Linked DNA regions of Bos taurus: region 2 is linked to region 1. Evidence: chromatin contacts called from public Hi-C data. All regions are on one chromosome and are shown on one strand. Each heading gives the region's core, a stretch centred on a gene start, on an enhancer-like site or on the middle of the called end of the contact. The rest is flanking DNA. Distances are from core to core; before and after follow the strand shown.

Evidence for each region. A called contact is a pair of places that touch in the nucleus more often than the background predicts.
Region 2: a contact with region 1 is called in a Hi-C map of liver, with 2.1 times the contacts expected there. The contact joins the promoter of ZFP36L2 here to the enhancer-like site in region 1. A contact is called at or near these places in 4 of 11 Hi-C or Micro-C datasets (liver, skeletal muscle, skin fibroblasts and 1 more).

Annotation. Positions count from the first base shown.
Region 1 is chr11:25,466,611-25,471,459 of ARS-UCD2.0, forward strand. No RefSeq gene overlaps it. Among named protein-coding and RNA genes, the nearest start is that of ZFP36L2, 42 kb to the right of the region's middle. Within about 2 kb of position 3,566, at least 12 of the 102 cell types and tissues checked have an H3K27ac peak or open chromatin away from gene starts, as enhancers often do. A contact at or near this core is called in liver and skeletal muscle, where this site is marked.
Region 2 is chr11:25,509,186-25,514,078 of ARS-UCD2.0, forward strand. It overlaps ZFP36L2 (ZFP36 ring finger protein like 2), which reads right to left and starts at 1,559. Exons shown (of 2, transcript NM_001191191.2): 1 at 1,208-1,559; 2 at 1-715. The coding sequence starts at 1,258.

The sequences.
Region 1 (4,849 bases), core at 2,316-4,815:
ACTAAGACACCCATGCCCTGAGAGGTAGCACATCCTGGCCAAGTTTCAGACCAAACAGGGGACCCAGAGAGGGTACTAGAAGTGGGGTGGGGCTCCCTTTCTGTCTGGTCAGGGCAGCCCCCAAGAACTCATCACAGAAGGGAGCCTGCCCAGGGCTGCAGGGGTAGACTCCGGGGAATACAACCCAGTGGGGCTTGGAGCTTGAGGGACAAAGGGGCTAGGAGAAATTCGGGGGCTTCACTGTCTCCCAGAGGGTGGGGACAATTCTAGGAACCAGGAGTACCAGCCTTACCTGTTGTTTCTTCTAGGAGCCTTTTCATAAGGCCGGCACTGCAGGTCCTTCGGCCCAAAGCCAGCTTTGTGTGACTAGAAGGAAGATGGGGGAGGGGGCTTTCAATGGGCAAATTCCCCTTACTCCACACTACTGGGCCAAAGGGACAGACCACCCCCTTTTCCCCAAAGGAAGGAAGCAAAGGAAAGACATTACTGGAGCAGTCTGTGTTTTTACAGGTTAGGATTTTCTTTTGTTTTTAACCTCAGCAATCCTATAAAGCAGATCCCACAACTCCCATTTTGACAGATGTACCTCTGAGAGGTGAAAAGCTATTTAAAGGCAGAGCCAGCACCTAAACTTGACCCCACACTGTGGGGCCTGATCTACGTTCTGGGCGGGTGGGGGTGGCCTCGAAGCTGCCAGAAGGAAGGGGAGGGGGAGTGAGAGGGGGAAGGTGAGGCCCAGCCCCCACATCCCCTGCCCCAGCGAACATCCTCTCTGCCTGCCTTTGTTCACAAAACCGAAAAAGTGATGATGGTTTTCCTTCCTCTCTTTAAGAAAACAACAGAATCAAAACAAACAGAGAAGGGGAACTCCCTTCTGTAGCTTTTGCCAGAAATAAAAGGAAGAAATAGTTCCAGTCCAGCCTTAGGCCTGCTACCCGGACAAGGTGTAGGAGGGGAAGAGAGAATAGCCCCCTCAAAAACCCAAGCTTCAGCACCCCTGCCTCCTGGTCCTTATCCAACCCTTCCCCCACTGGTCATCTCACCACCCAAGATCACACACACACTGACACAACAGAGGCAGCTGAAACTTCGCAGAGGGCTTTAGTAAATTGTAAAGAAAGGCAAAAAGGAAATAAAAACACCCCCTCCCTAAAATACAAACCAGCACTGGCCACCTCCCATGGCCACTTCCCACTCAGGGCTCCCAGGCCCTGCCCCATTTCTCTTTTCTGAGCTGACTTCTCTGAAGTCTCCATAGAGCAGGGATACCTCACAAGATTCCGTTCTTCCTATAATCAACTTGCCTGTACCTTGGTGGCCACAACAATCAAAGTCTGGAGTAGCCTTCAGTTCCTGGTACTGAAGGACACCCATCCTTACCCTAGCCTGAGCCCTCCCATTCATCCCCTAGTTCAGCTTGCAGTTCCAGATATCTTGTGCTGATTGGCTCATCTGGGGTGACTGACAGCTTCAGAGGTGTGCCCCCTGCATACAAGGTGGCCTTAAAGGCTCAGCAGTGTCATCCTCATTGAGGGACTTGATCTCACAGAATTGGCCCATCAGTCAGTTTCACTCTTTGACAGCAACTCTGGGACCAAAAGTGCCTTTTGAAAACTGTTTGGATAGATTAAGGAGTTGTGATCTAGTTTCAAGGTCAGAGGGTAGTTGGAGAGCAGCTTTTCCTCACTGGACTCACTAGTCTCAGCAAGTACTAAATGAGTACTTAGTATTGTACTCCATACGGTACTTGGTCCTATGGAAAGTGTAAGGGGACAGATGAGTCTCGGGATCTCCTGGAGACCTGAGAGAGATGGTGGTAGGGAGAGGATTGTGCCTAAACCATTAGAGAAGTGTCTAAATGGAAACTCATCTCCTCTTGAAGATGTGTGAGGGTAGGAGGAAGAACACAGGTAACACTGCTAACTCTTTGGGAATTATTGCACCACAGGATTCTGGGCTCCCTCTTGTTTCCCAGGGCTGACGAGGCCTGCGTTTAGTAGGTGTTCAGTTTGTGTCTGTTGGACAAACAGCCGCTGTTTGAGCTTCACTGACACTGGAGAGTCAGAGGAGGTCAAGCAAAGAAGACTTTCCTGAGGATGAGCCCAGGGCAGGGCTAAGGCCAGACTTTCTACCTCTGTAAGTGTTGGCTTTCCTCAGTTCCCGCTGGTCCTCCTCAGCCTTCATCCTTTGTCACCTGGACATTAAGGCTGCATTCTTCCTTTGCTTTGTGCCTTTAATACATCCTCCAAGTGGCCTCTGGAGCTATGATGCCAAAACACAGTTGTGTCATGCCTTCCTGACCGCCAAAGCTTTTGCCAGTTGTGCTTGCCCACCAAACAGAGTCTATGACAGCTTCCTCTCTCCCCCAGGCTGCAGTGAGCACCCGTGGTTGGGGGCTCAGGCTCCACAGTCAGGCCCCTGGGTTTAGATTCTGGCTCTACCCCCTTACCAAGTGGTGACCCAGGACAAGTTACTGATACTTTCCAAGCCTCTGTTTCCTCTGTATAAGATGGGGATGCCAACAGTATCCATTCGTAGGGGTTGGGTGAGGGTTAAATGAGATATATCCTACGTAGAGATACACAGTCGAGCCCCCAACACTTGATGGCATTCCTCAGAATTCCCAGGAGGACTCTTTGTCTTCCCACTGACACAGGAAGATTCTGGAAGGCAGGCACCATTGTTCTGTATCTTTCCTAGGTCCTAGCTGTTGTTCCATTGTAGGAGTTCAGTAATGCTTGTAGGCCAGGGTGTAGAGCTTAGAAAGTGAGCCCAGAGCTGGCAGATTTGATTTCTCTCTAGCCCAGAACACCTTCCTCTGCCATCCCTGGCCCTAGCACACTCCTGCTCCGTCTTTAAGACCTACTCTGTCTTGCCTCCTCCAAGAAGCCTTCCCTGGTTCTCATGTTGGGTCAGGCCCCTCTGTGTCCCTGCTGCAAGCACAGTAGATATGTCCTGATCAACACACTATTATAGAGCAGTTCTTGGTTTAGGCGACTGGCTTCCAAGAGACTGTGCCCCATCTCACCCCCTGCCAAGTCTGGCTCAACAGCAGTCCAACGTTTTGATGAATAAATTGATGGATTTATTCTGTGACCTTGAACAAATCCCCTCTGTCCCATTCTAACAAGGGGAAAGCACTGTCTTTCTTGGATAAGTAGGAGGGAGGAGCCCTGAGGTAGAAGGGGCAGGGCCAGGAGAGGAATGGAAGAGCTTGTGGCTAAATGGGATCCCTCAGGGGCAACCATGCTGGCTTAAGCAGTGACAGCTAGAGTAGAGAGTTGCCCCATATCCTGATGAGCCCCGGGTGAAGGGCTCTCCCCACATGAGGATGGAAGAGCAGGGTCCCTTGGCAAGGCCAACTGAAAAAAAGGAGGTCTCTGTTTTCAGGCTCTTCCCGTTCAGTAATGTGGCTCCCAAGAGCCCCCCACAGGATCTGCCCACCCTCCCTCCCAGCCATCAGCACAGCTGTGACCTTGAACTGGTCACCACTCATCCCTGGACTTCCAAGTTCTCTTCTCTCCTGCCCAGGGCTTAAGGTGCCACCATGGGCCGGTGCCTGGGAAGGAGGCCAGGGATGGACTCCTGGCTGGCTGACCACTCCCCAGTGGGGTGTTGGCCTCAGCAGGCAGGTTTCAGCTTTCAGAGTGTTTTCCTGTCTAGGGCACTTTCTATTTTTCAATACTTTTCCTAACTCATCCAAACAAGAAAAAAGGAAACTGGTGAACCTTCTAAGGGCTAGGAGGGTTGGGGGTAGGCAGAATTTACCCTGGTAAAGGCCAGAGGCAGGGCTAGGGGCCCCTCTACCCCCATCCCCCCATCGCCCCACTCCCCTCCCTGCCAGGCTGACTCATTGTTTTGCAACAAACAGGCGGCCAGGCCCTGGCCCTGGCAGTTTCTCGAAGTCCAGCCTCAAAGCAGGCTGGGTTCAATCCCTGCCCTCCTAACGGCCCAGGCAGGCCTGGGATGATTGGGTTATCTCTGCCTGCATCCCCTTTGTTTGGGGCAGCCACTTGCTAACCTGAAGTAAACACACTTGTCTCTGGACACATGAGAAGAGAAGGGGCTGTTATCTTTGAGACCAGAGAGATTCCTCTCCCCTGACAGGTTCCTCTGCAAAGGGGAGGGATTTCAGATGGTAGCATCCAGAGACTGGTGCCCACATTCAAATCCCAGCTCCGCCTGCCACTTACTGTGGGTGGCCTTGGGCAAGTCACCAACCCTATCTGCTTCGACCTCCCCAGTCTACAAAATATTGGGATACCAGTACCTACTTCAGAGTTGTTCTGAGCATTGATGAGTTCATATTTTAAATGGGCTATATGTCGTTATTGTTTAGTTGTGTCTGACTCTATTGTGACCCCACGGACTGTAGCCTGTCAGGCTCCTCTGTCCATGGAATTTCACAGACAACAATACTGGAGTGGGTTGCTATTTCCTTCTCCAGGGAATCTTCCAGACCTAGGGATTGAACCTTCCTCTCCAGCATTGGCAGACGGATTCTTTACCACTGAGCCACCAGGGAAGCCCAAGTGGACTATATAAATACTATTAAAAAAAAAAAAAAAGCTCTATATAAGTGGTGTTAAATGAGGGTAGGGGGAAGGTCTATAATAATGAACACCCTAATCCAGGCTCTGAGGGCATTTCCCAGTCCCCTATCCCCACCATCTCCCACTCACTCCCCTCAGTGGGCCAAGCTTCTTTACTTTGCATCCCTGAACAGAGGGCATTGATGGGCCCCAGCAGGTAGGCACTGGGGCCCCATGCTCCTTTTCAAATGGAAGTTGTGCAGGGGAAATCCTCAAGGGAGGTAGGCGCCAGCCTGGGGAGGGTCTGGCCACCTGAG
Region 2 (4,893 bases), core at 309-2,808, 41 kb after region 1:
AGCTGAGGCTATGGTGCAGCTTGGGCCGCGGTTCCCGCGGGAAGCCTAGGTGCAGCGCATCGCGGGCGCTGAAGGTGCGCAAGTCCCCGGAGGCGCCCCCGGACGGCGCGGGTCGCCGCTCATCAGCGTTGTGGATGAAGTGGCAGCGCGGCCCGTAGGGGCAGAAGCCGATGGTGTGGAAGGTGCGGCACAGCTCGGTCTTGTACTTGGGGTGCCGCGTCAGGCTGCGCAGCTCGTGGAAGCCGTGTGCGAACTGGCACTTCTCGCCGTACTTGCAGGTGCCACTCTCCTCGAAGGGCCGGCACAGCTCAGTTTTGTAGCGCGTCGAATTGATCTGGGAGCCGCCGCCCCCCTTCTGCTGTTGCTGCAGGTGCAGGAGGTGCTGGCTGCGCTCCCCGTTCTCGCTGAACGAGCGGTCCCGGAATTTGTTCTCCTTGTTCAGCAGGGCGGTGCCGCCGCCCCCCGACGGCTCCTTGAGGGTGCCGTAGGAGGCCGAGCCGCCGGCCGCCGCGCTACCGTTAGCCGCGCCCGGGAACTTGGGCGAGCAGCTGCCGGGGCTAGGCGCGGGGTGGGCGAGCGCGTGCAGGTTGCTGGCCGAGTGCCGTCGGAGGAAGCCCGGCGTGAAGCCCGAGCTGGGGGCGGTGGCCACGGGTGTCCCCACCGCCTTCTTGTCCAGCATGTTGTTCAGATTGAGGTTGGCCAGGGATTTCTCCGTCTGCCAAGAGGAGGGGAGCGGGGAAGAGATGAAAAGGGAGGAGGGAAGAGTTGGGGCGAGTTGCGGAGTAGCCACTACCAGCCCTCCGATTCTTTTTCTTTTTCGGATCTCGATTCGGCCCAACTTCCACCCTTAAACGCGCACAAGAATCAAGTTCGCACTGGGAGGAGCCGGACTCTCCCACCCTAGGCCGCCCTGCGGCGCGACATGTGATCCTCAGCCGTGGGCCGCAGGCCTGGGCGGCGCAAATCCCGTCCGGGAAGCCCCGGGCAGCGTGGCTGTGGTCAGCTGCGGAGAAACTAACAGCTACAGCGACTCCCTTCTGCCTTTCCTCCCAGCTGCTCCTTCTCCCCGCCCACAAGGCTCGAGCAACAGTGCAAACTCTGGGATTTTTCCCCAATCTAAAAAAGTCAGAGCGGGAAGAGAACCCCCAAAGCCGAGGACAGAAGGCCAAGCCTGAGAACTCGAAGGGCTCCCTGCTCACCCGCGTACCTTGCACAAGAAGTCGATATCGTAGAAGGCGGACAGAAGTGTGGTCGACATGTTTCTGGATCCTCTAATGGTCGGAGCTGGAAACTGGGAGATCCGGAGGAGCCCTCGGGGCGGCGCGGCCGGGCCCGAGCCACGACGAGTAACGGGCGAGGGGCGAGGAAGGGACCGAAAGTTTGCTGGGGGCCGAGAAAAGAGGGAGCGGGGGCAGCAGCGTGGACTGGGTTTGAGGGTGCCCGGGAGTGCGGAGTTGGGGGGAAAGAAGAATTAAGCTAGAGCGCACCTCCGCGCCCCGGGGTGCCCGGCCCGCCCCCCCCGCGCGGAGCCGACGGCAGCTCGCGGACTGGTGGAACTCAGCGGCCCGCGAGCGCGCGCCCTATATAGAGCCCCCGGAGCGCGGCCGCTCCGGGGCGGGCGTGCCAGGGGAGGGGACAGAACGCTGACCCCGCCGGGGTCTCCAGGCAACGCCGCCCGCCCGCTGGCGGACGTCAGGAGCCTTCCTGGCCTCCCATTGGCCGCCGCCAATTTTTTTCCTCTGGGGGAGGGGACGGAGAGGCCTCGGGGCGGGGCTGGCCGCCTTGGGCGCCCGGGGCGGCGTGGAGATCTCGGCCCAGATGGGTGCTGCTGGTTGGTGGCGGGAAGATACGGCTCCCTTCCTCTGGGGCTGTTCTGTCGGAAATCCCCAGCACGTCTAACGTGGTTGGGTTTCTGCAGCCCTGAACGTGTCTTTCCCCGCCCGATCCTGCTAGGCGAAATTTCGGAGCTTTTATCTCCCACTCTTTTATACTGGGCGCGGGAATTGCAAAGTGCAAGAATATTGCAACCGTCCGCGTGGCCCGGCTGCTTTGCAAAGGGTCCTCTGGCCGGGGGGGCGGGGACTTTGGGCCCTAGTTTAATGGGTGGTGGCTGCGTCCCGACTGCACGTGGAGATGCGGTGGGGGTGGGGGCGGGAGCGGCCACGCGGGCGGCCGCCTGGGCAGTCTCTCCCGGAGGAGCCTGGGCCCGTTTCTCCGCCCCTCTTCCCGCCCAGACTGCAGTAAACAGGGCTTGAATGCCGAGGCCTGCCGGGCAGGGCTGAGTGTCTGAGGACAAGGCGCTGGCTTTGCTAATCACATCACAAGACCTTGAGCCAGGGCCAAAGTCGCAGAGTGGCGCGGGGCGTCCCGGGCGGGAGAGCCGGCTGGGAGGACGGGAGGAAAGGCCGGGAGAGCCGCGCAGGCATGGAGGCCACTTCCCGCCGCCTTGTCCGTCTGCTGGTCTGTCCGGCTTTCCCCAGTCTTCCTGGGGGTCGAGGTACAGCTGCCAGCCGAGGCTCCCGTCCGCGGCAGCCTTGGCCTGGCGCGCCTTCCTAGACCCTCCCTAGCCGTTCAGGGCGCCGCGCCCTTCCTTAGCTCGTCCTGGGTTGCGAGCTCCCGCTGAGGCCGACTTTCAGCCAGGCAAGGCTGGGCACCGATGATTCCCCTAGTGGGCTCTCCTTACCTTCTCTTGCCAGTCCCACACCCCAGAAGCCTGCATTGATATAAGATTTTGCCAGCCGGTGCCCTCTGGGTGCGAGGCAGACACCACCCCGCCCCAGCACCCAGTGAGGCTTAAGCCGCTGTCAGATCTGGGGTCCGGTCCAGGACACTTCTCCGCAGACGCTGCCTCTGAAAGGCTGGAATCCGGCCCATGATTTCGCACACCTGGCAGCCTAGGCTGTTACTGGGCCTAAATTGGAAGGTCCAGTACCTGCCAGGGAAAGAAGCTCCCGCGACCCACGCCCCCTTGCCCAGTTGATCTTATTTCTGGCTGTGTATCCTTGTGCTTATTTACATTCCGCTGCACTCACTCCCTCTCTCAATACCCTGGGAAGGAATGAACTAGGCCTGTCTCTCAGGAAACCAACTCCTTCAAGTTCAGCTTGCATGCAGAGCCAACTGCTGGACTCTCCACCCATCCAGGGTGCTTGAGCCAGGGCAGGGCTGCAAGGACTTCAGGATCAGAAACATAGGGCTGGAGTTCAGACTCCTTCCCTTATAAACCACATGGTTTTAGACAAATCACATAATCACTTGGGCACCTGGGTTTCCTTGTAAAACTAACATAATTCCTGCTTTACTAATATATCACCTTTTGTCAAGGTGCCAATGCAAATGAGTTATCTGTTATGGTGTTTAAAAGATAAACAAGTGTATTCCATCTTATTAAATTGACAAAGCAAAAAAATGGAGCAAGTCAGACCTCCGGATCAAGGCTAGATGGGTGAAGGTCCACAGAATGGTGAATGTAGAGCTGAGAGGGCACCAGATCTCGGACCCTCCAGCTTGGAGCCAAGGGCAGTGACCTCAGAAGAAGTGACTAGTCTCACCACCCAGCCTACACTGATCGTTAGACAAGGCTGGGCATTCGTGGCGGACACTTGTAGCCTAGAATACCCAAGAACCCTGACCCTGTTTTTGTTCCTTATTGAAATGAACCCAAACGCAAAGAGTTTGAGGATGGCTCTGACAGTGGGGTATTCTGAATTGCCCTGGGAATGCATCAGCAAAGTGCGAAACAGCCATTTCCCAGGCCACCACCCCTGCTATTGAGGGTCAGTGACGAGATTTCACATACAAAAACCAGTGGAAACATGTGCCTCTCCTGTACTCCCAAGCTGGTGACAGCCAGCCAAGATCAAAATCTGGGGTAAGTCCCAGTCAACACCTATGAGAACACCCACTTTGCGAGTTGGGTAGAAGACTTTGGGGCTTGTATGCAAACATGCTATGGTACATGCTTTGGTACAGAGTACCTGCTGGTAAAAATATTTTTATTATTATAGAACTGCTTTTATTTCATTTTAAATGGAGAAAAAGGGTATGCTGGCCTTTTCCAGTGAGCTGTTTATTAGAGCCAGTTTCATAATTATTCTACCATGGTTATCATTATGTTGTACCAACAATTACCTGACTTCTCACCAGCCGTGTCTTCTCAGAACAAAAAGAAATGTTAAGCTGGCAACTTTCCATCAAGTGTGGGATACACAGATGCCTAACCAGGTAATTAATTCAGGATCACAACAAACACATTTTGAGCTGAATAGTGCAAAACCACCAGGGAATTTCCTGTTCTTTTTAGGACAAAACTTTGGACACTAAATTAACTTCTTTCCATGCCTCTTCCTACAGCTCTTTACTAGTAGGCTCTATTTATTTAGTGTTAGGTGGTTTTCTTTCAAAGAGAAACAAATTATATTTGAAATATAAATCTTTCTGCAGTAGGAAATGATCATATCAAACCCTCTTCCCTCTAAACTGCCTGATCAAACCCTCAAACATCAATAAAATAATTATAACTGGTTGCTCACCTGTGAAGTATTTTAAAATATTTAGACTCTAAAAGCTGAACCAAGTGTACATTCAATTACTGAAATGGTTTCTTCAGATAACTAGGATGAAGTGGACGTGGATGAGGTTATGACCTATCCAAGCTATGAGTTTCAAGATAACTGTCTTTGAGTGACACTCTGAAATTACAAATTAAAAACGGTAAGCCAGGAGAAGGCAATGGCACCCCACTCCAGTACTCTTGCCTGGAAAATCCCATGGATGGAAGAGCCTGGAAGGCTGCAGTCCATGGGGTCGCTACTAGTCGGACACGCCTGAGCGTCTTCACTTTCACGCATTGGAGAAGGAAATGGCAACCCACTCCAGTGTTCTTGCCTGGAG